Linked DNA regions of Mus musculus: region 2 is linked to region 1. A link is a contact called in public HiChIP or PLAC-seq data. All regions are on one chromosome and are shown on one strand. The core of a region is the stretch at or near the end of the contact, and the rest is flanking DNA. Distances in the headings are between cores, read along the strand shown.

The links. HiChIP or PLAC-seq counts read pairs in DNA pulled down with a chosen protein or histone mark.
Region 2: an H3K4me3 HiChIP or PLAC-seq map of bone marrow-derived macrophages shows a contact between it and region 1, with 2.5 times the contacts expected there. The contact joins the promoter of Rnase2a here to the promoter of Pip4p1 in region 1. A contact is called at or near these places in 4 of 115 datasets of contacts at active chromatin or transcription factors (bone marrow-derived dendritic cells, bone marrow-derived macrophages and extraembryonic endoderm stem cells).

What each region holds. Positions count from the first base shown.
Region 1 is chr14:50,929,561-50,932,260 of GRCm38.p6, forward strand. Pip4p1 (phosphatidylinositol-4,5-bisphosphate 4-phosphatase 1) reads right to left here and starts at 1,289. Exons shown (of 7, transcript NM_001033271.5): 1 at 1,053-1,289; 2 at 574-764; 3 at 24-130. The coding sequence starts at 1,215.
Region 2 is chr14:51,254,815-51,257,514 of GRCm38.p6, forward strand. It overlaps Rnase2a (ribonuclease, RNase A family, 2A (liver, eosinophil-derived neurotoxin)), which reads right to left and starts at 1,298. Exons shown (of 2, transcript NM_053113.2): 1 at 1,259-1,298; 2 at 447-1,097. The coding sequence starts at 1,092. The coding sequence ends at 625.

The DNA of each region.
Region 1 (2,700 bases), core at 39-2,538:
CCTTCTCTTCTTAGGTCTCTTACCAGTAGGGCCGAGGGCAGGCAATCCGCTGAGAAGTCACTTTGCAGATAAGGAGACAATTACAGGGGCATCGGACATACTTCTTTCCTGGAGGTGCATTCTTGATGGGCTAGAGAACAATGAATAAAGGAACAATGGGCATTTCAGCAGAGAAGCCCATTATCCCAGTCCTCTGCAAGGACATTACTGAGAAAGAGAATCAGACATTTGAGATATACAAATGTTGCCAGCAGAGTAGAGTGTGCCTGTGAGACTGGGGCAGGAAGATTGCAGAGTCTGATGGGAACCCGGGTCATTGTGAGATCGTCTCAGAAAAGCAGAGAACCCCAAAATACAAAAATCAAAAGCAACTGCAACAACTGCCAGTGAGAACTACACTTCAGGTCCAGGAAAGATCAAAAAGTGAGAGCTTGGTGAACGTTATTTTTAGTGAGTGGCTTCTAAAGAAATGGCTGCTGCAAGATGCAGGAACTGAAAGTTTCATGAACAGGGTGTTGAACCAGAAAGAGGATCCAGGAAACAAGGCCCATTCTGCAGATAGTTATAACTCACAGTGGCTTCGTTGCAGACACCACATTTGACTACATGCTGATGCATCTTGCCTTCCACGTTGATCGGAGACTGACAGACGCGACAGGTAATCATGGGGGCACTCCCACTATCCGGGCTAGTCAAGGGTGAGTAGGGGGGTGGGTCCTCTCCAGGCAACACGGCTGGATGTCCCTCAGGGAACGGGGGAAATGCTACGAAGAGGAAGCAGATAAACCCAAAATCATCATTCGAACACTTCCCACGGATGCTCCACGGACGTGGGGAACCCTCTGAGTAAGCTCGATCCGCTGCTCACAAAAAAAGCGCTCAGATCAGTTTCCTCAAAACCCGCTTTCAGGCCAGGCTTAGGCAGTGATTGCGGACCGAGGATGCCTCGCCCCGTGACAGGTGCCACGGGGCCACACCTGGCGCGGAAGCAGGCTCCGCCCCCTGACCCGATCCGCCCCTAGGCCTGCGTGCACCTCAGACCTCCGGCTTACCCTGGGGCGGGGCATGTTTACCGGCTCCGTACGGAGGTGCGGAGGGCGTCAGGCCTCCACCGGGCCCGGTCGCGCTCCCGCCCGGGCCCGCTAAGCCGTTGCCACCAGCGCCGCCATCGCCGGCCTCGGAGAGCAGCGGGGAGCGCTCTCCGTCTGCCGCCATGGCGACTCCCGCTCGGTCAGCGACCAGCTCCCGCCGCCGCTGCCACCGCCGCCGCCGCCGTCGCTACCGGGTCCCTAAGGCGCCTGCGCGCCGCGTTCGCCCGCAGCCAGTGCCGCCCCGCTCACGTGACAGGCTGGCCCCGCCCCTCTGCGCTGTCATTCGTGGACCTGAAACAGTTCCCGGTTTGTAAGGGAGCGTCCCTTCTCCATTGGAGAGAGACGTGTCACGTCACTGTCACATGGTCTTCCCGTAGCTGCTGAGTCCGTAAACACTGCACGTGACTCGAAGTTGTGCGAGCGATTGGAAGTGGGGCGGTCGCGCTACCTCCGGCCCAGGTGGGCGGCTGCCCCGCACGCGTCACGTGCGCAGCCTGTCGCGTGAGTCGCTCCTCATTGGGCCCAAGTCTCCCGTGGGACGTAACCCTATTGGCCCAAATTTAGCGCCAGAACGTGAGGGCGGCTGCCTTCTGGCTGGCAGGGCTGGTATCCTGGGCCGCGGGAACCGCCCTAAAACCTGGACAAGAATCGAAAAGCCACCGGGAGCTTGAGGGCTTAGCACGCTTGTCTGACTTGGCACAAGGCCCCCGAGTAGTGGTGATGTGGTTGCGTATGCCTGTAAATGCAACACTTGGGGAGATGAGTTAGGAAAGGGAATTCCAGGGTAGCGGAGAGAAACACTGAACTACACAAGGAGGATCAGAATACAAGAGGGCGGGGCACTGGGAAGATGCGTTAGCGGTTAAGGGAACTTTCTGCTCTTTCAAAGGAGCCTAGTTTGAGTCCTAGGGCCGATGCTACCTGTAACTCTACCTCCTGGAGATTGTGCACCCGGCAGCTACATACACGTGGCTTAAGTGCGTGGGCACACACACATATATATAAAATAAAAACGTCCAAAGTTAAAAAAACAGAAGGTCACAGTGTAGGGCTGTAATCCCAGACTATGGAAGATGGAGACAGGAGGATCAGACATTCGGGTTTGGCTAAGAGTTTGAGACCAGCCTGAGCTATATGAAGACTGTCTAAAAGCCTAGTGCGCATGCTGAGTCTGAGGCTGGCTAAAGCAAGAGGATCATGAGTTTGAGTCCGATTTGACTCACAAACGGAAATGAGAGACTGTTCCTGTAGGATGGTTATGGTGATGCTATCTGGTGAACTTAATGGTAACCATGCTGGAAGCCCTAGGTTCCCTTTCAGCGCCTAAAAAAGATAATAATAATAATTTTTTTTTAATTCTGAAAATGTGCTGTACTACCACTGCTACATCCACAGTCTTTAGTTTTGAGACAAGATCCTGGCTTGGAATTTGGTGATTCTTCGCAAACCTCCCGGGTAATTGAGAATACAGGCATTTGCCTCTAAGCATAGCTGTAAAATTATAATTAATTCTACAAGTGTCTCTACAAGGGTTAAGGTTGGAACCAACCTGAAAGCCCCTCTCAAAGCATGTGTGCAAGTGCTGTCTACGGAAGCTGCCATGGGAGAA
Region 2 (2,700 bases), core at 48-2,547, 330 kb after region 1:
AGTCAGGGCAGGACCTCTCATTATTCATCTCTTTTCTATATAGATTCAAGTTCCCCTATCTTGGAACCTGTCCTTGCTGGTTTGTGTTGAATGATCTCACAATTGACCTCTAAGGACAGCTATACAAGGAGAGGGCAAGGGATAGCCTCACTGAGAGATCCCAGTTCCCTGGTTTCCTCTGCCAGTCACTTCTTTCCCACAGAGAAACTTCAGGGAAGATGTTGTGTGGGAACATTCTGGAAAGATGCTGATCTCTTCTCAGATTCATTTGTTCCCAGGCACTGCGTAGATGCCTCAGTTGGTATGAGGTCATGCCTCTACACACACACACACACACACACACACACACACACACACACACACACACACACACACTTCTGTGTGTGTGTCTCTTCTGCTTCCTCTCTCTGTGACCCTGTCAGAAACAGAGATACCAGAGATCTAGATTTGTGTGCAAAAGTGTTTATTGATTAGAAACTTTTTGTTCAGCTAAATTAAAGGGAGTCAGCAACAGGTTTCATGAGGACAGATGCTGACATGCAGTGCAAACAGAGGACTCGGTTCTTCCCAACTATGATCTTGGCAGTAGCCGATGAATGAAGGTACAAAGTGCTGGCACTGGAGCTAAAATATCCCATCCAAGTGAACTGGAACCACTGGATACATGGGACTGTCCTGAGGAGTTCTGGGGTCACAGGCAACTGTGTAGTACTTCATTGATCTTGTTGTTCGGTATCTGCAGTTGGAATAATGACTGGCCGGAGTTGTGAGTATACAGATAGTTACTTGTACCCGATTTGAACTATCATGACAATTTCTACTTATCCCATTTTTGCAGATCTTACGTGGATTATGACACACACGGACAACATTAGCAAAAGTTGTATGAAGAAAAGTATTTATGTCTTTACACACTCCTGTGTAACTGTTAACGGCCCGCATTGCATCATCACATCGGGGATAGGCTCTGTTATAGATATGCTGGATGTCAAACCACCGGGAGGGGGTCAATGGCTGGCATGAGGCAAGCATTAGGACATGTCCCAGCAGCAGCAGGAGACAAAGTCGAGACTCAAGTTGCTCCAGACCCATGTTTCCTGTGAGAACAGAAGAGAAGCGGCTATTCCCACCCTAACTCTGTTTTCCCTATCTCTTCCTGAAGGCCCTCTGTTGTCACTTGGGTCCACAGTGTCACATTTTCTGGACACTGTCCCATCATTTGCCACCCTGTCCCAGACCTAGACAGTCAGTGTCTTACCCAGTCTGCTTTGTGGCTCCCGTGGAACTGAGCGCTGGCTGTCCTGGAAATCAGGGATAATGGGTGAGTTCCACTTGGGCCCATAGATATAGAGCAGGCTCTGTGGGTGGAGCTGGTGGCTCAGAGTCTTCAACATGCAGAACCCACACATTGGTACATTGCCTGCTGATGCAACCAGCCTTCTATTTCTTCACTTGGTCAAGCCATGGTGCTACTGTTTCCATTTTGAGGAATCAAATCCAAGTCCTTTTATGCAATGCAGTTTGAAGTCTGAATCTGAACTCTACATAGAAATCTCTGTATTGCCTGTTGATTGGCTGCACACTTATGACTGTTCTCGGTAATGGACAGACCAAGTTTTCTACTAGCCTGTCTACACATTTATTAACCAAGCCAGGATCATAAGAGATATTGACATTTCTATCCTTGATCTTTAAAATTTTATGATGTTGTAGTGTGCAGAGATGGCTAAGTGGATAAGAGCACTTGATGCTCTCCCAGAGGACCCAACGTTGGTTTCAGCACCTATGCTGGGTGGCTTACAACTGCCTGCAACTGCATTTCAGGACATCTGACGTCGTCTAATAGCATCTGTTGGCATGTTCACACACATGTGCACAGACACACAGAGACACATAGGTGAAAATAAGTCTTAGGGATCGGTGAGATGTCAGTGCTTAAGAGAGCTTCCCCTCTTCCAGATTCCTTCCCTTCGAGAGGACCCTAGTATGCCACCCAGAGGCCACACTGCATAGTATTTTTCTGATTGTTTCCTGTATAAGATTCATTTCTACATTTCCAACTACCCACATTTGCCTCCAGAACTAGTATTATTTTTTTTTTCCATTTTTTATTAGGTATTTAGCTCATTTACATTTCCAATGCTATACCAAAAGTCCCCCATATCCACCCACCCCCACTCCCCTGCCCACCCACTCCCCCTTTTTGGCCCTGGTGTTCCCCTGTACTGGGGCATATAAAGTTTGCAAGTCCAATGGGCCTCTCTTTCCAGTGATGGCTGACTAGGCCATCTTTTGATACATATGCAGCTAAAGACAAGAGCTCCGGGGTACTGCTTAGTACATATTATTGTTCCACCTATAGGGTTGCAGTTCCCTTTAGCTCCTTGGCTACTTTCTCTAGCTCCTCCATTGGGAGCCCTGTGATCCATCCATTAGCTGACTGTGAGCATCCACTTCTGTGTTTGCTAGGCTCCGGCATAGTATCAAAAGAGACAGCTACATCTGGGTCCTTTCGATAAAATCTTGCTAGGGTATGCAATGGTGTCAGCGTTTGGATGCTGATTATGGGGTGGATCCCTGGATATGGCAGTCTCTATGTGGTCCATCCTTTCATCTCAGCTCCAAACTTTGTCTCTGTAACTCCTTCCATGGGTGTTTTGTTCCCAATTCTAAGGAGGGGCATAGTGCCCACACTTCAGT